Linked DNA regions of Sus scrofa: region 2 is linked to region 1. A link is a contact called in public promoter capture Hi-C data. All regions are on one chromosome and are shown on one strand. Each heading gives the region's core, a stretch centred on a gene start, on an enhancer-like site or on the middle of the called end of the contact. The rest is flanking DNA. Distances are from core to core; before and after follow the strand shown.

Region 1 (6,204 bases), core at 1,343-3,842:
TCTCCCTCCAATTCCAAACCCCTTCTCATCCAGGACCTGTCTGCTTCAGACCAGAGACCCAAATCCAAGGACTGAAGGACCTGTCCCTTCCCCTGCTTAAGCCTCTCCTTCTTGGGTCCAGCTCTAGACCCTAAATTGAGTTTCAGCTACTGGACGCCAAGGTCCACTTCTCACCAGCCAGGAAGAGGGAGTGGGAAACTTTATCTTTCTCCTCATAGTTTAGGGCTTGACCCTCCGTTTACAACCTCCTTACAAGGAGAAGGGCCTGGCCTGACCAATCCCCTGGCCCTGTTACTCGCCTCTGCGCCTCAGGGATTCTCTTCCCACATCTTGCTCCACCTCCTAGAAGCTGGACCAAGGTCTGCAAGTTTGACAATAGAGGCTGCCCCCCACCCCCCCACCCCAGGCTCCAGGCCTTGCAGCTGCAGGCCAGCCCCACCGCCTGGCCTCTCCAGCTCCATAGGCCCTTGCCCTTGGGCTCTATCCTCGAACTTAGTTGGGCAGATTCTCCCGCTCTTAATTCAGGTGACTAAGTGCTCCCTGCTCTCCCGAGGAACTCGCGCTACAAGAAAATAAAATCCAGCCTGGTTTTTCTACATGTAGCATGCAGTCTGTCCAGTGCCTCTCAAGCTGCAGGGCTGATTCTGGGAAGGACAGGCGAGCCAAGCCCGAGTCAAGGCATCCGCCGCGCCCTCTGGCGACCGCTGGGCGGCGGCCACTCCCAAAGGACCCACCCCTCCTTCAAATCCCCCAATTTCCTCGCTGCAGATTTGGGGGCCCCGGCAGGAGACAGGTTGAAGCTGAAGAGTGGGGACAGCGGCTCGGGTAAGAAAGCGAGCTTCCGAAACCTTTGGCTTCCGAGCACAGCTCCTGCCGATGCCCCACCACCGCCACCACCACGGGCCCCCCGTAGCCCTGCGGCCGCCCCGGCCCCCACACTAACAAAGGCTGGCCGGGGAAAGCAAAAGCGTGGGGAGGAGCGGCAGGAGATGGGAAGGGCGGGCCCCGCTCAGAGCAGCTGCTGCTTCCTCCCCAAGTCCCTCGAGGGGCCTGAGTCACGGGCCGCCGCCCTGGGTCGGCGAGCTGGGGGCGGGGGGTCTGGACACCTGGGTTATCCCGGGTTACCGGGCGGGAGCCGGGTGAGAGGCCCTGGGGACAGACAGCGTAAAGGCCAGGGCTTGCGGCGGGAAAAGAGGTGTCCGGGAGCCCAATCCCACGCGGGGTCGAAGAGGGCGAGGCTCCGCCCCCTAGTCCGGCTCCGCCCCGCGCCCCCTTCGCTCTTCCCCATTGTCCTCAGACAAAGCGGTCGCCGCCCCCCGCCCGGCCCCCAGGTCTCTGTCTCCGTTCCTCCTCCTCCGCTCCCTCTTTCCCTCCTCCTCCCCCTCCCTCCTCCCCTCCCGCCTGTCTCCGGATCTCCCTCGATCCCTCTCTCCTCCTCTTCCTCTCTCCTCCTCTCTCCGGACACCAGGCTCCTCCGCACCCCCGCCCCCGGGAGCCCCGCGGCGAGTGAGTTGACGGAGGGGCTTCAGACTTGGGGAGGGTGTCTCCTCTCTCCCGTCCCTTCTCCCGTCCCCGGCCCGGACCTTGGGCTGTCTCCTCTTTGTGCCGAGATTGCCTGTCTGTGCGGCCAGAGCCGGCTGGGGATGGCCGGCTATGTCGGGGTTCCGTGAGAGCCGATACCGGGCACGGGACTGGCAGGCTCCGGAGGCGTGGAGCTGGTCCTTCGCATGCCTGGGTCCCGGGGCACCGCCGGTGCAGGAGGCAGGCGGTGGTACGGGGACCGGGTGGGGGTGGACGCCAGGGTTCTGGGAATGTGCTGGCAGGTCTGACGCCCGGGTTCCGAAAGTCCCCGGGGGAGGGTATTTCCCCTGACCCGCCTCGGGGCGGAGTGCGGGGCGGGGGGTGGGGGCTGGGGGGCCGGAGAGGCGTGGCCCGAGCGGAGCTGGAAGGGGAGCCCGGACCTCCGGGGCCCGTGCTGAGACTCGCCGGGCTGCAGCCGCGGAGCTCCCTCACCCCTCTGCCCCGATTTCCCCTTCTCCCCAGGACTCGTCCACTCTCCGCCCTCCCACCTTCCCGACACCCGTGCAGATCCCACTGCCCCCTCTCCGGCGGGATTCCCTGACCTCTCCTCCAGCTCTCAGCGCTCCTGGGTAGCGGTGAGGCAACCTTGCCTGGATCCTGTTCCCGTCACCCCCAGCCTCTCTTTTCTCTTCCTCCCTCGCGCCAACTTCTTTCGTTTTTCAGTCTTCTCACATCCTCGGGACTGTCTGATGCCCATTAACCTGTGCTGACAAATCTGACTCCTACCTCTGCCCTGAATCTCCACTCTTCCTCTCAACTCCCTCCCCCCACCCCCTCTACCTGGCTCTTAGTTCCTTCTTCGCGTTCTCAGTGTTCCCCCTTTTCTGCCCTCCCTCTTCTCCCTCTTTCCCTCTGTCCTTCCTCACTCTCAGCTCCTCTGTCCTCTTCCGAGTCCCACCTCTCCCCCCACTTCCTCTCCGCCCACCCCTATTCTCACCCCCTGGGCCTTTCTGGAGCCTCTCCTTCCTGTTCTCTGCCCCCAGCGCTCCCCCACCCTCCCCAAGTCGACCATGGCCACCATCCCGGACTGGAAGCTACAGCTGCTAGCCCGGCGCCGGCAGGAGGAGGCAGCCGTTCGTGGCCGGGAGAAGGCAGAACGGGAACGGCTGTCCCAGATGCCAGCCTGGAAGCGGGGGCTTCTGGAGCGCCGCCGAGCCAAGCTTGGTCTGTCTCCTGGGGAGCCTAGCCCTGCGCCTGGGACTACGGAGGCTGGACCTCCAGACCCAGACAAGTCTGCCGTCCTCCTGGAGGCCATTGGGCCAGTGCACCAGAACCGCTTTATTCGGCAAGAGCGCCAGCAGCAGCAGCAGCAGCGGAGTGAGGAGCTACTTGCGGAAAGACGGCCTGGGCTCTTGGAGGCCCGGGAGTGGAGATCCAGCCCTGGGGAGATGAGGGATCAGAGCCCCAAGGAAAGAGAGTCTAGAGAAGAGCGGCTCAGTCCCAGGGAGGCCAGAGAGAGGAGGCTGGGGATAGGGGGAGCTCGAGAGTCAAGCCCCAGGCCTTTGGAGTCTAGGGACTGGAGGCAGAGCCCAGGAGAGGCTGGAGACCGGAGCTCCAGGCTGTCAGAGGTGCGGAAATGGAGGCTGAGCCCTGGAGAAACTCCGGAGAGGAGTCTAAGACCTGCAGAGCCTCAAGAACAAAGCCCCAGGAGAAAAGAGGTGGTGGAAAGTAGACTGAGCCCGGCGGTCTCTGACCACGAGAAGCTGGGCCTGACAGACGCCCATAAACGGAGGCCTGACTCCGGAGAGTCTCAGGAACAGAGTCTGGTGCTGGAGGCATCAGAGTGGAGGCTGAGCTCAGGAGAAGAAAGAAAAGACTGCTTGGAGGAATGTGGGAGGAAAGAAGAGAGGACACTTCCAGGGATGGTCCCAGAAGACATTACAGGGTCGCCAGAGACCCTGACAATGGAGGCTGCAGGCAGCAGCTCTGGAGGAGTGGAGGCAGCAGACCAGAGGCCCATCCCTGTGGAGGATGGCGAGAGGGACTTGCGGCTGTCAGAAGGGTGGAAATGGACCCTGAACTCTGGGAAGGTTCGAGATCGGACACCTAGGGACACAGAGACTCAGAGTCAGAAACCGGAGTCTGCAGAGAAGCACTTGGGGCCTCTTGGTGCGGAAGCTGGAGAAGGGGAGGCGGAGAAGGAGGAGGCAGGGGCTCAGGGCAGGCCTCTGAGCGCCCTGCAGAACCGCTGCTCAGTGCCCTCCCCCCTCCCACCAGAGGACGCTGGGACTGGAGGCTCTAGACAGCAGGAAGAGGAAGCAGGGGAACTTCGGCCCCCACCAGCAGCCCCTCTGTCTCCCCCACCCCCAGCCCCACCTGCCCCCCAGCCCCCTGGGGATCCCCTCATGAGCCGGCTGTTCTATGGGGTGAAGGCGGGGCCAGGGGTGGGGGCCCCCCGCCGCAGCGGACACACCTTCACAGTCAACCCCCGACGGTCCGCGCCCCCTGCAGCTGCTGCCACTCCAGCCACCCCAGCCACAGCTGACGCTGCAGTCCCCGGAGCTGGAAAGAAGCGGTACCCGACTGCCGAGGAGATCTTGGTTCTGGGGGGCTACCTCCGCCTCAGCCGCAGCTGCCTTGCCAAGGGGTCCCCTGAAAGGCACCACAAACAGGTAGGGAGCAGCCGAGCCAGACTTCTAGAAGCCCACTGGTCCGTTCTCTGTGGACTCCTGTCTTTCTGTCTTTTTTTTATACCCCGGTCTTCTGTCTGTTCTTTCTTAATTCGTGCCACCACCCTTCCTCTCTGTACACACACCCTTCCGTCTTGTAGTCCTTCTTTTCCATTCATTTCCCAGCCCCAGGATCCAGCCTGTGTCCTGGGTGTGTCTCTCTCAGGGTGTGCTCCAGCTGCTCGCTCTCCCTTCCCTCGGGCTCTGAGCACCCCCCACCCCCCATTCTTTCCATTCCTGAGTCTCTGACCCAATCCAGCCCATCTGGTGGGAGACTTGAACCGAGACCACAGCCCGGCACCTGTGAGGGCAGGCTCCACAGGGCAAAAGCACTGCCAGCCTCCCAGGGGAGAGAGTGTTGGGGTAGGAAGCCTGGGGAGGCCGAGGGGGTGGCTTTGGGGTTCTAGGGAGAAATGGCAGTGGGGAGTAAGTGGAAAAAGGTCTCACGATGCAAGGCAGAGGGATGCAAGGCAGAGTGGAGGGGAGATGTCCTTCGGGGGGAGGGGAGGGGAACAGCACTGGCCAAAGAGCAGAGAGAAGGCTTTTGAACCCCACGTCTGCCCCATGGGAGAGACACACACAGAGGCCATTTGAAGTGGGTGACCTCGAGGTTGCACACCCCCAGCTGGGCCACAGCTTCAGACAGTGCTCCCTTCTCTCTTGGGACAAGAAAAGCCTTCTCCTCTTCCAAAATCCCCCCCCACCCCTCCCTGGCTGTCCTTCCTCCCCGGGCTTCCCCTCCCTCCCCAGAACGGGCTCAGTGCTTGGTTTTCCCCTTTATTCTTCCTTCCTGGCCTCTCCCTTCTCTTGGGATCGGAAGAAAGAAGTGAGTTTGGAGCCACTGTGCAGGGAGTACAATGGGAGTTGGGGATGGGGGTGAGGGCTGAGGACGGCAGAAAAGGTCAGAGGTTAAACTGGAAGAAAGGCCCTGCAGGGAAGCTGGGAACAGCCAGACTGACTTCTTCTTCCCCAACTCCTTCCCCATCTACCCGTTTCCGGCTTGAAAATCTCCAAGGAAAGAGATTTGCTGCATCTAACACATCTCCCCAGAGACTGGGGAGCCCTTCCTGGTCCTGATCCCATGTGTGACATCCTCAGACTTGTTTTTCGTGTCCTCAGTATCAGTGGGAAAGCACAGGGACCAATGCTTGGGGGACACGTGAGACCTCGATTCATCTTCACACAATGCTTAGGGTCCCAGCCCCGAGCTGAGCCATGGTCCCTGAGTCTGTCCTGAGCTCTCTGACTTGCAGATGCCAGGAAGTGGGTCAGGAACAGCTGGGCTGACTTGTTCCAAGAAGTCCCTTTCTACTGTAGGGGTTGGCTTGTGCCCCCTGGGGAGGAACGAAGACACGAAGGCATGAAATTTGGGGCCCAAAGCCCAGGGAATGCTCGAGTGCCTGGCAGGACCCGCGAGGGTGACCGTACCTAGGTCAGGGAGCAGGGGAGACGGAAGCAGGTCGCCCAAACAGGAAGCCTGGGTGGGGGCCGGAAGGCTGGTGGGGCTGAATGGTGAACGCAGGGCCATGGGCCTGCCAGAGCTGTGCTCAGGATGTGGTGAGAGAAGAAGGAAGCGGCCACTCAGGGGGTGGGGGTGGGGAAGAAGCAGTGCAGAGTTCTCTGGGCCCAGATACCTTCCCCTCAACCCTCCCTCAGGCCTTCACCACGCTGCCAGCACCCTGTTCATCAGGGATGGGCATGCCCTGTCCCCACCCAAGGGATCAGGGCCACAGCATCCCCCCCACTTCCCTAAATAACTCCCATTTGCAGGCTAATTCCATCAGATGTATCCCTGCCACTGGGAGAGAAATCCCTGCCCTGCCACTGGAGCCCAGGGGTTGGGCTGTAGCTGGTGCCCTTCCTTCCCCAGAGGCCCCTCTGGCGGGGAGACCAGCCCCTCCCCTCTCCAGCCCCCTTGTGACCTTATATAGCTGATGAGAGAGGAGTGAGTGAG
Region 2 (6,204 bases), core at 1,785-4,284, 44 kb before region 1:
AAAGCTTTTTACCTCTCCCTTAACTGCCTAAATAACTTAAGTAGGGGGCCTGACCCAGGGAGAGATAGCTTTCATCTGCAAGATTTACCTGCTTGGCAGGGCAAACATCTAATTAGCAAACATCCTCCTGTGAATTACCTACCTCCCCTTCAAGCCCCAGGTCCCTATCTCATTCCTTAGCTCTGGATGGTTTATAAACCTCAACTGAATGACTGCCTTTGAATCTCAAGTCTTCATGGGCTCCTGTAAGCATGCAATTAAATTTGTTTTCTCTTGTTAATCTATCCTATGTCAATTTAATTATTAGACCAGCCAAAGGAGAAATTTTTCTGCCTCTGCAGTGTGGTGTGTGTGTGCCAGTGTATTGGTTTCCCTTAGGCTTTTTGGCTATTTCTGTAGTGACTTGCCTCTTAATCCCCACAGACGTGTGAATGTGCATGTGTAACTGTGGTTCTTTTGTTGGGTCAATATTGTAGCAGAATGGCCAGACTTCCTTATTTAAGCCTTCCTGCCTCCCCAGAGATGGGGCTTGTGGCTGAACCATCTCAAACAGTCTGTGGGCACCTCTCCAGCTGCTACATGTCCCCACATGTGTCCACAGCCCGGGATTTCACCCGCCTCCACTCACAACTCACAACACACACTTGAGGCCTTCCTTGACCCTGGCCAACTCTCCACCCCCTCCCTTTGCTTAACCGTCGGAATTTCCAGCCGCCCGGCCAACCGCTCTCAGCCGCGGGTGGAGTTGAGTAAGGGCCCGCCCATGCTCGAGTACATAACTGGCGCGGCGGGGCTGTGGGGCCAGTCGTCCTTCTGTTCAGCTCGGCGCACAATGTGTCACTCTCGCAGCTCTCTCCCTACCATGACCATCCTGCGGGCCCCGACCCCGGCCCCCTCCACCAGCCCGGTGCCCCGGCGAGGCTCTGGTCCCGAGATATTCACCTTCGATCCTCTCCCGGAGCCCGCGGTGGCCCCCGCCGCGCGCCCCAGCGCCTCCCGCGGGCTCCGAAAGCGCAGCCGTCGGGTCCTCTACCCACGAGTGGTGAGTGTCGGCGAAGCGGACAGCCCGGGGGAAGAGCAGGGTAAACCACTGGATGCCGGGGCCCTGACCTAACCCCCTTTTGTCATCTCCCCTCAGGTCCGGCGCCAGCTGCCAGTCGAGGATCCGAACCCTGCCAAAAAGCTACTCTTTCTCCTGCTTACCATCGTCTTCTGTCAGATCCTGATGGCTGAAGAGGGTGTGTCGGCACCCCTGGCCCCTGAAGACACCCCCAGCGCCCCATCCCCCGCGCCCACCGCTGCGCCCCCAGTTCTTGAGCCCTTAATCTGACCTCGGAGCCCTCGGACTACGCTTTGGACCTCAGCACTTTTCTCCAGCAACACCCAGCCGCTTTCTAACCCTGACTGCCCACACCCCCAAAAGAATCTGAAAACACAAGGAAACACCGGGTGTACCTGGTGCGCAAGAGCGTATCCCAAACTGGGACTCCTGAGGCAACTCACACTCAGAACACTACAGCGGAGACGCCCGCCCTGGGAGCCTGGGAGAGACAGGCACCGACACGCTGGGGCTGGGCCGGATGGGGAGGAAGACTGTTGTTAATTTATTTCTCATTGCTCCTAATAATATTTATATGTATTTATGTATGTCCCCCTAGGTGATGGAGGGGGGCACCTAATATTTATTTTAACTTATGCTGCGGAGCGAGATGTGCTCCCTGCTGCAAGTGCAGATCTCTGGGTATTTATTGAGTTCTGTGGGATTGGTGGAGGCAAGCACCAGAACTGAGGGAGGGTGGGAGAGGGATGGAGAAAACTCGGGTCCGGGCTGGGAATCGAAGACGGTGGTGGGTCCTAGGTTTAGCGGGTGACACTTTAGGTCCTCCAGCATCTGAACTCTCGGCTCTACTATGTGAGGCTTCGGGGGACCGTGGAAATATTGTCCTTGGCCTTCGATCTCCTTGAAGTTGCCCCCAAGGGGTGGCTGCGGGGGTGAGTGGGCTGTCAGAGGGCGGCTGTGGGGTCGCCCAGTATGTTCTGTGAACACAAATAAACTTGATTTACTGTCAACAGTCATGTGAGTGTCTCTGCAAGCGGTGATGCCCACTCCTCATAGACTTCAGGCTCCAGGGCCGGGCGGGAGGAGCCACGACCACATCCCCAGAGGGCTCTCCTCCCGGGGGCCCTGGGCTCCCGCCCCGAGACTCGAGGCTCGGAACCCAGCATCCGGTGACCGGATGCTGTCGTTCGTTGCCCAGTCTGCGGTATTCCCAGTTAGTTTCTGCGGGGCAAATCCGAGATGAGTCAATCTCTCACCCCGGGGTGCGGGACACACGAAGGTCACGTCCCGCGCGCTGGGGCGGAGCGTGGGGAGGGGCGTGAGGCGGGGCTCCCAGTCCCACTCGTGGCTCGCTCGGCCGCAGGGGTGGGCGGGGAACTTGCGAGCTGCGGGCCGGAGCAGGGCCTGCCGGGAAAGGGGCGGGCCGAGCGCCGGGGGCGGGTGGGGTGCTGCGGGGGGCGGGGTCGTGTCTGCCGCAGCAACAGGGTGTGGCCGGGTAGGGGGCGCGGGCGCCAAGCCAGATCCCGCTTCTTGAAAGGCCTTGCGCGAGCTTCCCCTGCTTCGCGCACGGGTCCCTTGCGCGCCCCCGCCCTGCCAGGGACCCCTGCCCGGCCGCCGCCTGCGTCCAGGAAGGTAGTTGGGGGAGGGGAGATGGAGTCGGGCTGCGGAGGAGCGGGGAGGGTGGTGCAAGGGTCTGGGGGCCTTTAGGGGCTGGGAGAAGGGAGAAACAGTCATTTCTGAAGGTGGGGCAGGGACAGCAAGGGGCAGGGAGCAGGCAGTCGCTGGGGATCTGCGAAATTGCACAGGGAAAAAGCCTTAGCGGATCCATGGGTGAGGAAGCGACTGGGCCGCTGCGGCCACAGACTGGGCGGGACTGCCAGGGAAAAGGAAGAGGTTTACTCCTGTGTACTCCACGGCGCCCCTTCCGATCTGCAAAGGCTTTCTATCCCCCTCCTCCAGCTCCACCTTGAGCCATGTTTTTCACCTGTGGCCCAAACGAGGCCATGGTGGTCTCTGGTAAGTATTGTTCTCATCTCATCTAGTGACCCGCACCCCCCTCCGTCCCTGCAGAGGCCCCTTCCTCCTCTCCCTACCAGCTCCCCAGCGCCAAGCCTTCCGCCCACACCACCCCTCACGGCTGCAAGCGATACCCTTCCAAGGCCCAGGCTCCCCGCCCCCTGCCCCGCCCGCTCCCGGATTTCCTCGTGGGGATGCCCCCCCGCCCTTGCCCAGTTCTCTCTTCCACGTTCCAGCTCTACTTTGGCCACCAGCCACCACAGCCCACTGCCTCTCGACCTTCCAGGTTTCTGCCGGAGCCCCCCAGTCATGGTGGCTGGAGGTCGTGTCTTTGTCCTGCCCTGCATCCAGCAAATCCAGAGGTAGGTGAGAGGAGAACTAAGGAAAGGGAACCCTTGTCTTCTCTCTTTCCTCCTTTTCACACTGTTCACTCCTTCTTTTTCCCTAGGATCTCTCTCAACACATTGACTCTCAATGTCAAGAGTGAAAAGGTTTACACTCGCCATGGGGTCCCCATCTCAGTCACTGGCATTGCCCAGGTGAGGCTTTCAGAGCCTTTCCCTCAAAGCCTACTCCCCTGTCACTTTCTCTATCCCCAGACGTTAAGATTCTTCTGACCGTGGCTTTCCCAACCTCTGCAGATGAGAAATGTCTCCACTTCTCCAGTGACTCCCAAGGCACCTGACTTCTCCCCACTTTTCTCCCAGCTTCCCCCTGGCTTCATGAGACCTTTAGGTTATCCCTAACCGTATTTTGGCTACAGGTGAAAATCCAGGGCCAGAACAAGGAGATGTTGGCGGCTGCCTGCCAGATGTTCCTGGGGAAGACGGAGGCTGAGATTGCCCACATCGCACTGGAGACGCTGGAGGGCCACCAGAGGGCTATCATGGCCCACATGACTGTGGAGGTGGGCCTGAGGGCCCGGAAAGATCTGTAAAGGATGCTGGGGTGGGAGTGGGGGGTTAAGGACTGAGCTAACCTGTAGGAGACAGTGGCCAGGGGATCCGAGCACTTACGTTCCTCCTTCCCTCTCTCGTGTCTTTTTTGTTTGTTTTTGCTTTTTAGGGCTTCGTAAGGAAGTTCCCGGGCTAGGGGTGGAATCAGAGCTACCACTGCCGGCCTACACCACAGCCACAGCAATGCTGGGTGCTTAACCCACTGAGTGAGGCCAGGGATCAAGGCCTAATTTTCATGGATACTAGTCGGTCTCATTACCCCTGAGCCACAACAGAACATCCACCTCTCTTCCTGTTATCCTAGGAAATCTATAAGGACAGGCAGAAATTCTCTGAGCAAGTTTTCAAAGTGGCCTCCTCAGACCTGGTCAACATGGGCATCAGCGTGGTCAGCTACACCCTGAAGGACATTCACGATGATCAGGTAAACCCAGGCAGTGGCTCCTCTCCACAGCCCTGCCCCCATCTCCTAAACCCTCCCAAGGACTCTGATTTCTCCATTGCTCCCACAGGACTATTTGCACTCCTTGGGGAAGGCCCGAACAGCTCAAGTCCAAAAAGATGCTCGGATTGGGGAAGCAGAGGCCAAGAGAGATGCTGGGATCCGGGTGAGAGAGACGGGGTCACTTGGTCACTACGGGCTTATTGAGTATCTGGTGGGAGAGGGGGCAGCATGGAGGCTAGAAGAGTGGGGGCAGCGAGGATATAGATGAGGCCAGGTGTGGGGCAAAGATGGGGAGCTTGTTGGAGAGCAGACTCTCTCCCCGGGGCCTTCCTCTTCCTACTCTGACTCCCTTCCTGATCTCTGCATGGACAGGAGGCCAAAGCCAAGCAGGAAAAGGTGTCTGCTCAATACCTGAGTGAGATCGAGATGGCCAAGGCGCAGAGGGACTACGAGCTGAAGAAGGCTGCCTATGACATCGAGGTCAACACCCGGCGAGCGCAGGCTGACCTGGCCTATCAGCTTCAGGTCAGAGCCACCATGCTGGCCCAATGGCCGGCTGGACTTCACCCCCAACCCGTTCTTCTCAGGCCGCCACTCTTTCTCATATTCTAACTCCAGTTCCCTTATTCTGGCCCTCCACTTCTGACCCAGCTCCTCCATATGAGGAAGATTTAAAAGACCTAAACATTTCAACTGAAAAGCAGTGAAAAAGCCTAGAAAGAGTATCATTGGTAGGGCTGATGACAGGCTTGGGGCTGGTTGTGCCCTGTGCACAGGCACCTGGATGAGGGCATGAACCAGAGCTAAGATCCAGCCCATGCTCCACGCACCAAGCTGTGCTTCGGGCCTGGGTCAGTGGGCCTGCATCCAGTTAGAGGAAAGGGGTGCCTTTTTCTAACTTGCTCAGGGTACTCCAGGGGCTCACAGCAGCCCTGGTGACCACGGAAGGGTGTGAGGAAGAAAAACATGGACTTGGGCTTTGAATCCACCAAGTGAGACTCGGGGCCCTTGATGATGCAGGGAGGTGTAGTCAGTCCTCATCACTTTCCGATCCTGTGCTGGAGAGTTTGCTCATGGCTAACATTTATTGGTTACTCCCAGAATCAGTACTCTTTGTACTCATGGCCATTTGCAGACAGGCAGAGTGGAGAAAAATTGGAGTTGCCTCATGTGTGCTTCCTAGTTGAGGTTGAACAAAAAGATGGTCTGCCCTCTTGTTTCAGCTCATGCTGTAAACAGTGTCATTGTCACAGTATATTCATTGCCACATTTTCTGCCCTTCTGTGGTCTTTGTTGGTGATCTCACAGTTTAAAATACCCCACGCCTAGTGCTGAAGTGCCGCTGTTCTAAATGAAAGAAGGCTGTGATGTGCCTGATGGAGAAAACGTGTGTGTTAGATAAGCTGCTTTCAGGCCCGAGTTATAGTGGTATTGGCTGTGAGTTCATTGTTAATCAACAATGTAAGCATGTGGTGTCTCTAAGCAGAAATATACAAAAAATAAGGGTATGTTTTGCTCTGTTGATGAAAATGTTATGACCAGAGGCCCATAGGAACCTAACTTTGTATTTTCCATTGGAACAAAATAAGCATTATTGATTCAGTATAATTAATTCATGGCTACTTTATAAAACAAATACCATGAATAACAAACATCAGCTGTATTTTGGGAGTTCCCTTAGTAGCTCAGCGGTAACAAACCCAACTGGTATCCATGAGGACGTAGGT

Evidence for each region. Promoter capture Hi-C pulls out the DNA fragments that hold promoters and counts their contacts.
Region 2: a promoter capture Hi-C map of liver shows a contact between it and region 1, with 3 times the contacts expected there. The contact joins the promoter of FLOT1 here to the promoter of PPP1R18 in region 1. A contact is called at or near these places in 2 of 5 promoter capture datasets (fetal liver and liver), 26 of 47 Hi-C or Micro-C datasets (adipose tissue, blood, brain and 15 more) and 2 of 2 datasets of contacts at active chromatin or transcription factors (alveolar macrophages and skeletal muscle).

Annotation. Positions count from the first base shown.
Region 1 is chr7:23,216,703-23,222,906 of Sscrofa11.1, reverse strand. PPP1R18 (protein phosphatase 1 regulatory subunit 18) reads left to right here and starts at 2,592. Exons shown (of 3, transcript NM_001128480.1): 1 at 2,592-4,193. The coding sequence starts at 2,592. It also overlaps a transcript of NRM not described here.
Region 2 is chr7:23,261,428-23,267,631 of Sscrofa11.1, reverse strand. FLOT1 (flotillin 1) reads left to right here and starts at 3,034. Exons shown (of 12, transcript NM_001128483.1): 1 at 3,034-3,076; 2 at 3,363-3,438; 3 at 3,525-3,615; 4 at 3,840-3,983; 5 at 4,337-4,456; 6 at 4,545-4,640; 7 at 4,850-5,002. The coding sequence starts at 3,034. IER3 (radiation-inducible immediate-early gene IEX-1) reads left to right here and starts at 727. Exons shown (of 2, transcript XM_001927551.4): 1 at 727-1,042; 2 at 1,139-2,072. The coding sequence starts at 764. The coding sequence ends at 1,330.